Regions from separate parts of the Ovis aries genome. Here region 1 is linked to region 2. A link is a contact called in public Hi-C data. All regions are on one chromosome and are shown on one strand. Each heading gives the region's core, a stretch centred on a gene start, on an enhancer-like site or on the middle of the called end of the contact. The rest is flanking DNA. Distances are from core to core; before and after follow the strand shown. Region 1 has its middle 41 kb from the start of SEC61B. Region 2 holds the start of NR4A3 (nuclear receptor subfamily 4 group A member 3).

Evidence for each region. Hi-C and Micro-C count contacts between places; a contact is called where the count stands out from the background.
Region 1: a contact with region 2 is called in a Hi-C map of muscle, with 6 times the contacts expected there. The contact joins the enhancer-like site here to the promoter of NR4A3 in region 2. A contact is called at or near these places in 2 of 16 Hi-C or Micro-C datasets (muscle and skin fibroblasts).

The regions. Positions count from the first base shown.
Region 1 is chr2:48,592,060-48,596,584 of ARS-UI_Ramb_v3.0, reverse strand. No RefSeq gene overlaps it. Among named protein-coding and RNA genes, the nearest start is that of SEC61B, 41 kb to the left of the region's middle. Within about 2 kb of position 1,839, at least 13 of the 54 cell types and tissues checked have an H3K27ac peak or open chromatin away from gene starts, as enhancers often do. A contact at or near this core is called in muscle, where this site is marked.
Region 2 is chr2:48,016,503-48,021,066 of ARS-UI_Ramb_v3.0, reverse strand. NR4A3 (nuclear receptor subfamily 4 group A member 3) reads left to right here and starts at 3,237. Exons shown (of 10, transcript XM_042243202.2): 1 at 3,237-3,791; 2 at 4,460-4,538. LOC105607546 (dolichyl-diphosphooligosaccharide--protein glycosyltransferase subunit 1-like) reads right to left here and starts at 1,233. Exons shown (of 5, transcript XM_060409245.1): 1 at 1,165-1,233.

The sequences.
Region 1 (4,525 bases), core at 590-3,089, 580 kb before region 2:
CACAGGGTTACTCCCTCCCTTCTCTGGGCCCCCTTTTTCTTTTTTGTTCCATGAAGGACTTGGGCTAGAACTCTGAGGTCTTGGGCCCACAGAAGCTGGGGGATCTGGGCCATGGGGCAGGGTGCGACCTTGAGATGTTCTGGACTCTTTAGGGAAAGGCACCTCTCTCTACTTTGCTCTTGGCCGAGCTGGTCTGTGGGTTTCCTAGCCAGGCCCGGCAGTCCTCGAGCCTGGGCTGCAACTGGAGGTTCTGAGGTTGAGACTGTTTCTCCCTTGTCCGAGGGCAGGCATCGGGCCCAGGCCTCCCCGCTTCATCCCCAGACGACACCCCGGGAGAGGGATGCTGCCGGCATTGCTTTCGGTGCTCTTGCCCCACTTGCCCTGGGGACAGTCTGAGCCATGTCCTCAAGTCACAGGGGGAGTTCAGCATGTCCTGCTGTGACACACGGCCAGAGGGTAGTAAAACCCAAGCCCTCCCGGTGGGCAGGTGATCTCCACAGAGCTAGCCAGGCCTGACTCAGAGCCTCGGCCTGCCAGCCCCCGACCAGCTGTTCCTTGGGTCACCACACAGAAATCACGCCGGGGGACACAGCATCGGGCTTCGGGGAAGCATGTCCCTGGCTCAAGGGCCAGGGAGAGGAATGCAGTATCAGCCTGGCATCCGCCAGCACAAGAGAACAGCTGACTCTTTGCAGGGAAACCTGAGATGGAGTCCCAAGTTCAGGGCTGGCGGGAGCCCCGGGTGGGGATTGCTCACAGTCTGACCAACTGCCAAGGAGAGAGCTGGGCCAGACCCTCTGCGACCCACTCCTAATCCCACCCCCCACCTGACTGTGTGTGACCCTCACTTGATTCCGGCCCCTTCCTCGGGCCTCAGCTTCCCCATCTGGGCTGAATATGAAGGTCTGAAGAGAACACATTTTGTGGACCCTGTCCCTCCAGCCTTCAGTGGAAATGCTACTATGAAGGCTGGGTGTCTGACATGCCAGGTGTCTTGCCTGGGACACACTCCCTTCTCAGCCAGCCTCCCCTTTTCTTACCACGTCCTAATCTGAGCTGGTACCTATTCTCTTGTTTTCCAGAAGGAAAATGACCTTCATTCTGAATTATAAGGAATGGGGATCTGGACATTTTAGTGTCCAGTTGAAAAGGTTTGGACTGATCATGGAGGTCTTATTTTTGGTTCCAGCTCCCTCTGTGGGGTCTTGAGCAATTCTCTTCCCCACTCGGGCCTCAGTTTTCCTCTTGGTAGTGGGAGGTGTTTGAGCCAAGTGACCCCGAGACTTCTTTCCAGTTTTGCCACAGGGTCTCTAATTTCCCCTTGGAAATTAGACCTTTTTTCCCCCTTTTATCTCACAATGGATTAAATGGACCAAGAAGCCAAACAGCCTGGCTACAAAATCCACTCAGAAGGACAAGGAGACCTCTCACTCTAATGTGGGGAACAGTTAGAGAAATGTGGTGAAAAGAGATGGGATGCTTACTGTTCATATCTCACCCACAGTGGAGGGTTTGCAAGAGTGATCTCACACACACACACACACAGAGGCGCATGGGCTGAGGGAGGGAGGAGGTGCTGGGTCAGCTGGGGTGTCTGGAGAATGTTTGTCCCTGAAGGAGAGTCAGGCAGAAAAGCATGCTTGGCACCAGGCCGCACTGGGATTATCTTCAACGTAGAGCCATAATTTACTTTCCCCCAGACCTCGGGATCATACAAGGGGATTCCAGAAGCCTCATGTGAGCAGAAGTACCCAGGATCTGGGGGCTGCCGGCCAGCAAGGCGACCTCTCCCAGCGGCTGCCACTGCCACCTGCTGATTGGGAGCTGGCTGCTGCCCAGAGTCCTCGTGAGAGACTTGTCAGGAAGCTGGTGTTCACCTCTCAGGCATTTGGGTGTGAACCTTCCCTGGGGAGCCATCAGCGTGCCTGTGTCAAATGGCTTCACCTGCATGTGCCAGAGGAAGGGCTGCACTCCAGGTGGCCCCCCTGTCACCCTGATCTGTGGCTGACAGAGCTGCCCTAGCTGTATCACTCACTGGTGCTGCCACAGCCTGCGGGCAACTTTGAGCATGTTGGGTCTTTAGATTGCTGCTGGTGGGAAGCTTATGCTTTCTGCTGCTTATGAGCTGGGCTTTGAACAAGGAGCAAGAGTATAGGAGAAAGAGCTTTCTGGATGCAGAATTGCAAGGGAAGAGTCATAGCAAACATGGGTAATACAAAGCAAGCCAGTTTTTACAGAGCAAGCCATGAGTAATACAAAGCAAACTAGATCAAAGGTCCTCTGCTCCTGCCTGCAGACCTGTGCTGATTAGTGAAGAATGGCCGTTATTCATAGCAATGGGGAAAATAAAGCCCATAGAATGAATTCTGTAAAACTAATGTAGCTTGTGTAATTCTACTTTATTTTTAGAGATAGCCTTGCTGCTTTTTAATGTGAAATGTTTTTTTCCTTATCAAGTGATTGTGACATTAGATGGTAGTTGGCTTTTTAAAATGTACCTCTCTGATAATCCTATGTCAGTCCTCTGTGATTTTAAAAAAATTGTTTTTATTGATCTGTGAATTCCAGAATCTAGGAACCGGTGTATTCTCAGAGACCTTGGATAGAGGGCAGTGGGAGACAGGGCAGAAATGATAGGCAAGGGCCGGAGGTGGAACAGTCAAGTCTATAAGCATCAGGGGACCATGTATATTTCACCCACTGTAGAATCCTCAGTATCTAGCACATGGGTCAGTAAACATTTTCTGTAAAGGGCCTGGTAGTGAATATTTGAGGCTTTTGGAGTCATACTTCTTCTGTTATTTCTACTGGACTTTGGGCTCTAAGCACAAAAGCTGTCATAGATAATATGTAAATGAGTGAATGGGGCTGTGTTCCAATAAAACTTTATTTACAAAACAGTTGATGGACCTGATTTGGTCCGCAGGTTTTAATTGGATGACCTCAATCTCTGCTATATGGATAAGAATACTTATCCTTTTAATAAGTATTTATTGGATTGATGTAAATTGTTTCTAGAGGGCAGAGAGGAGGTGTTGGAAGGGTCTGAGGCAGGATGTGTAAGGACCACTGCAGCAGACTGTGTAAGATGAATGGGGGTGTGTCAAACCCTGCGGTTTCTCTTTTTGGTTCACTCATTCTTTCACCAAACATTCTGGACTGCCTTCCCTGTGTCTGGCTATATTTTAGGACATGGGAATACAAACTCAGATCCAGCCCTGCCCTTAGAAACACTTGACCTGGTGAGGGAAAGAGTTGCAAACGCAATTGCAGCTCAGTTTACGGCCTCCCACAGAGGTCTGGCTGAAGTATGCCCCTTAGGTCTCCCCACACAGAATAAAGGGAGATGGAATTCTGTTTACCGCAAAGCTGCTCAGAGATGGAAGGAGGGTATTTTGGAGGTTCCAATTTCCCTGTCACCGGGGATGCTCAAAGGCTGCTGGATGCCCATCTGGTGAGAATATCACAAAGGGGATGTAAACCTCTCTTAAGGCTTTTCTTCCAACCCTTATTCGGAAACAAGTGGTATGATTCTGCTGCTCTTTCCTGGTTTCTCCAGGTAGACTGTCAGGCAGCTGGGGCTATGAGTTTTGCTTGAGGGATGTGTTTCTGGGAGTGGGAAAGCAGGGAGAATAGCTCCAGGCACAGCAGGGACCCTGAGGCAGGTGGCAGAGCTGTGCGGTCCCAGCTCTGTTGCTGATGGACTGTGAGACCCGGGGCGAATCCTCCCTTCTCTGGACCTTAATGTCCCTTTCTGTATCATGGGGATGGGGTGGGGGGCAGTTGGATTAGGTGTTTTCTGTTGTCCCACTGATTCTCTCACTGACTCTGGGAAGGCCTATTTGGTTTGCTTGTTTGTTATAGCTGCATTAAGATACAGTTTATATGCCACACAATTCACTCATTTAAAAGGTACAATTCAAAGTTTTCAGTATATTCATGGAGTTGTGCAACCATCACCATAACCAATTTTAGAACATTTTCATCATCTCCAAAAGAAGGCCCATGCTCCCCAGTTGCCTAATGCCCCCTGGCCCTAGGAGATCACCAATCTTTCTGTCTTTATTGATTTGCCCATTTTGGACCTTTCATGTAAATGAATCACATCATAGGTGGTTTTTTCTTTTTTGTACCTGGCTTCTTTCATTTAGCACATTTGCAAGGTTCCTCCATGCTGTAGCATGTATCACTATTACCTTCCTTTTTATTGCTGAATGCTGAATAACACTGTGTTGTATAGATATACTATGTTTTATTTGGGTTGTTTCCATTTTTTCATAACAACTGTTATGAGTAATACTGCTATGAGCATTAAAGTACAGGGTTTTTTTTCATATGGAGGCATGTTTTCAGTTTTCTTGGGTACACACCAGTGAGGTGAATCGCTGTATGATGCCTTCTTTGATCTTATATCCTGCACCACCACCTCTCATACTTCATAAGGTCCAATCACAGTGGGGCTCTATCCACCCTCAAGCCCATGGTTTTAGGTCCCCCATGCCTTTGCCCACATTGCTGTTTCCCC
Region 2 (4,564 bases), core at 1,988-4,487:
AAAATGTTGCCACTTATCAGTGACCACTGGAACCTCTCCAACAGTCAGTTCAGCTTCCTACCCAGAGGAGCACTAAGACAGCTGATTGGTTCAGAGCAATCAGACAACAGGCCTCGGCCTCAAAGTAGTCAAGGAACAAAGATTGGTGACCAGATACTCAGGGGAAAAAGGATGTAAAAGGCAGGAGAGGGGGGAAGGGGACGAGGAGAGAACATAATTAACCAACGTAAGCGTCCAGAAAGTCACATCCACTCAACATGTCAAAGATAAAAATGCTTTACCTGGAGACATTCAGCTAGGGGTGGATTTTCTTTTTTTTTTTTAAGATAAAAATATCGAAACCGTCACGGAGGAAATCCAAGTCGTATGAACAAACTTAACTAACAAGTTTTACACATTAACATTTACAAAACGTAGTTTACTCAACAAATTCACTGAAAGATGTCCTATTTCTTAAAAACTGTACCTAACAGTTACCCTTTTGAGTGATTCCAGTCTTGCACGCGATTCCAAATTGAAGGGGGGAATGGGTAGGGTGCAGAATACATGAAATTTTTACAGCATGGAAATAAAAGTATTTTTAAACCTTCCTGGGGTGAAAAGTTAGGCAAGAGGTAATACGTGGAAACTGTCAAGTGCTTCTCTACACACCCACCCACCAGATACCATCGCAGCCGGCTAGGGGAGTCTCCCTCTTTTTGCCTGACAACTTCACTTTCTTTGAGGTCTGGAGCTGGTGATCACACTGGCCCGTCATGGTATTTTCAGTTAACAAAGCAGTTACTCAACAGGGGAAAAAGCCACAAAGGAGCCGAGCAGCTGCTGCTGCACCCGTGATGCAAGTGCAGGATGAGCCCCGGGCCGCCACCGCCGCCTCGGCTCCTCCGTGACGTCCGGGAGGGGTATCCCCGGCTCTCAGGAAGTGGTGGCCGCGGGCGGCTCCGCCCCCACGCGACTCTGGGCTGGCGAGGACGCCGGGTGGCGGGAAGGCCGGGCCCTTGACGGACGGGGATCACCCGCCGACAACAGAGCACGCCCCGCGGGCCGCGCGCCCCGGGCCCTCCCTCGAGTCACCCCTCATGGCGGTCTCCGCGCCCTGACTCGCCCTCCGCTCCCGTCACAGCCCGCGCGCCCCACTCTCTCCCACAGCTCACACCCACTCACCCCGACCCCCTGCGCCGAGCCTGGCCCAGCGTCGCCGGTCACCAGACGGGGTCGAGCCGAGTCCAAGATGGCGACTCCACCCCCGCCCCCTCCGCACTCCCCGCGGGGTCAGGGCGCCCCCTCACGCGGCGCGCTCGCGCCCGAGGCCCGGCTAAAAATAGCCAGGCCCCACTATATTTGGTGCGGCCGGATCCCGGCGCGGCCGCGCGCACCCCGCCCCGCCCCGCCCCCGCGCGCACCCGGCCCCGCCCCGCCCCGCCCCGCCCCTCCTCGCCCAGGCGCTGCGCTGAATGGAGAAGGGGCGGGGGTGACCGAGGGGAACCTACTCCGCTATCTGCGGCGCGCGCCGGCGGCGGGGCCGGGCCAACCGCCGAATTTAGTAACATCGCCTGCGTCAATCACGCGCCTTGCGTGCGTCAGTGCTGCGCGGCTCCAGGTCCTGCTCCCCCCACCACCCGCCAGTCTTTGAATGGATGCAGTGTAGCAGCGCCCTCCTTCCTTCCGAGACTGGATTGGAACCTGTGGCAGTGCAGAGACTCTGTTCCTGTCCTCTAGGTCAACTTTCGTAGCACCCTTCCAGGTCTTCTCCACACCACCCTGTCTGAAGTGGAAGTGGAGGCGAAGAAATATACCCAGATCATATATAAAACTTTAGTTTTGTTTTCAAGTTTCTTGTGCTAGCTCGAACCTTCGATTCTGAATTGTGTGCTCCGCCCCACCCTACCCTCAACACAAACGCAAAGATTGTGACAGGTCAGAAACATAAATGTCACGTCTGATTCAAGCGGACCACATGGGGACCATGTCTGTCTGCATAGTTTCACTCAAATATTTTCTCCTCCTCAAAAATTCATTTCTTAAAGTGGTTGCTTTCATCCAGCTGCAACTTATGGAGCTAGGGGACTTTAACTCTGATAAAATGTTGTTATTGTTTTCAGCAAGAAATTCACACTTGTATTCATCACTTCCAGGAAGAAACTGCTCTCCGTAACAGAATCTCCCAGGCTTTCAGCTCACCATTTCATAACAAACGCGTCTCGGGAGACCAGAACAAATCCCCTAACGAAGGACTGACTAATAAATCCTGTTGATTGATTTCGAAATGTTTAATTTGGGAGGTGGAGGGGAGCCCCATCTACAACCATCAAAAAGTGAAAGTGCAAAAAGTGAGAGCTCCATTTCTGACGGGAGAGGGTGGTTTGCAGCAGTCAGACCCGCTCAGCTGTTCAACACGTGTGTGTTTGTTTTACACACATTAAGTAGTTGCTGCTACAGCACGCGCGGATGGTGGATGTGCACTAAATTGGGTTATAAGGTCCAGTTAGGAAATTCACACCTTAAGTTTAAAGAAAGAAAACCTTATCTTCCCAGAGCCAGCGGTATCTCTGTGCAAAACACGCACCCAGCAAATGACCGGAGGAGGAGAGGGATTAAGCCTAGGCACCGAGAGCCAGAGAGACGAGAGACGTAAACAGCTTTAGGCTGTTGCTTGGGGAAAGCGCAACTGCACCTCAGGGAGTCTTCGGACTGGTGCCTGACTCCTGCACTGGCTGCCAGGTCACTCAGAGAAGCTGTTTGGCGGAGCCTTCGCTTTCGGAAGAGCTGTCCTCTTTCTTACCCCCTCGCCCTGGCTCCCTGCCCCGGGGCAGCCTCGGAGGCGTGCCAGTAGCACTCCTCCAACTCTACTCCACCCGAGCCTGACAGCTGGGCGGTCCCGCCTGACCTGCGGGCGGGCCGCTGCACCCTCTTACCGACTCGCGACCGGGCGAGCCGCGCGGTTGCAAAGGGGTTGGCAGCACTAGTCCGAAAGGTCCCCGCGCCAGGACTGGCTGCGCCGCACAGTTTCCATTGTGCTGCCCTGCGAATGGCCGGGGAACGCGCGCGCGCGTGCTCGCACATGCACACACACACACACACACACACACACACACACACACACACACCCTCCCTCGCACACGCGGAACCGACTGGGCCAGAGGAGGGAGGAGGAGGGTGACGTAGCGTCCCATGGCGTCACATTGACGTCTCGCATTCCAGGCACTCTATGGAGAGGGCGCTAGGGCTCCTGTGGCATAAATGACGTGCCGAGAGAGCGAGCGAACGCGCAGCCGGGAGAGCGGAGTCTCCTGCCTCCCGCCCCCCACCCCTCCAGCTCCTGCTCCTCCTCCGCTCCCCACACATAGACAAGCTCACACCCGCTCCCTCACTCGCACACACAGACACACGAGCGCACACACGCTCCTCACACACACTCTACTCTCTCCCGTGCGCTCACACCCCTCTCGCCCTGCGCCCTCGCGGGTGCAGCGCATCGCCGCAGTCGGACTCCCCTCCCGGGCTCACTTTGCAACGCTGACAGCGCCGGCGGTGGCCGTGGAGGTGGGAACAGAAGCGGCATCCTATCCCCTGGTCGCGGCCGGAGACGGGACGCCCGCGGAACCCCTCGGCGGCGCTCTCCCATGAGTCGGGATAGCAGCATCCCCTGCCAGCAGCTCACTGCCTCTGGGAGCCGCTGGACTTGTACACCGCAGCCCTTCCGGGACAGCAACATTGACTCCCCCCCAGTGCAGATTTCGGGGCAGCTTTCTAGAAACTCGCACTAAAGACGGAACCGCCACAGCATTCAAGTACGTATGAGATTCGCTCAGTTAATAGGGGGACTTGTTAAAAAAGTTGGCGCGCTGGGAAGCTCAGCTTCTGAAATTGACAACTTTTAGAGTTGGGGTTCCCCCCCCCCCGCCGCCCCAGCCTTCTCGCTCTGGCTTTGCTCGCGGAGTCGCCGGTGGGTTCTGATCTGAAACTTTTCCCTCCCGGTAGCGGGCCTGCGGAGCTTGTGGGATTCCTCTCCTTACCCGAAGAGGCGAAAAGCCTCTAACAAAGACGAGGACCGGGATTTGTGCAGTAGCAGCTCCAGCGTTGTAATTCAGGGTATTTCGGCTCTAGTTGTCATGGTAATGATGCTCTAGGCGGCGGCGGCGGCGGCGGCGGCAGCGGCAGGGAGTTGCAGCTCCTGTGATGAACGGCAGTAATTTTCTTGCCTTTTAACTAGGATTGGAAATAGGAGCTCCAGTGGGTCCAAGTTAATCTACCTAATGGTGACTCCGAGATGGTTGACTGGGACGAAGCTTGGGAGGAAAGGGGACCTGGCCGGAGTTTGCAGCCGGGTTCGGAGGATCTCAGGAAAGAGGGCGTAATTGTAGGAATGCGGCTTATTGTATTGAAATAAGCCTGGGGCTCCACCAGGCACGTCTGCCTGGCGTCGCCGACTTGCCCGTGTACACTTTTCCCTTCGTAGGTAATCGGGTGTAATTGCCGACCCCCGTGCCCCAACATGCGTGGAGACGGTGTCCCCCCCTCCTCTGGGCCTTGACTTGGTATGGGTAAGACATGTTTTAACTGA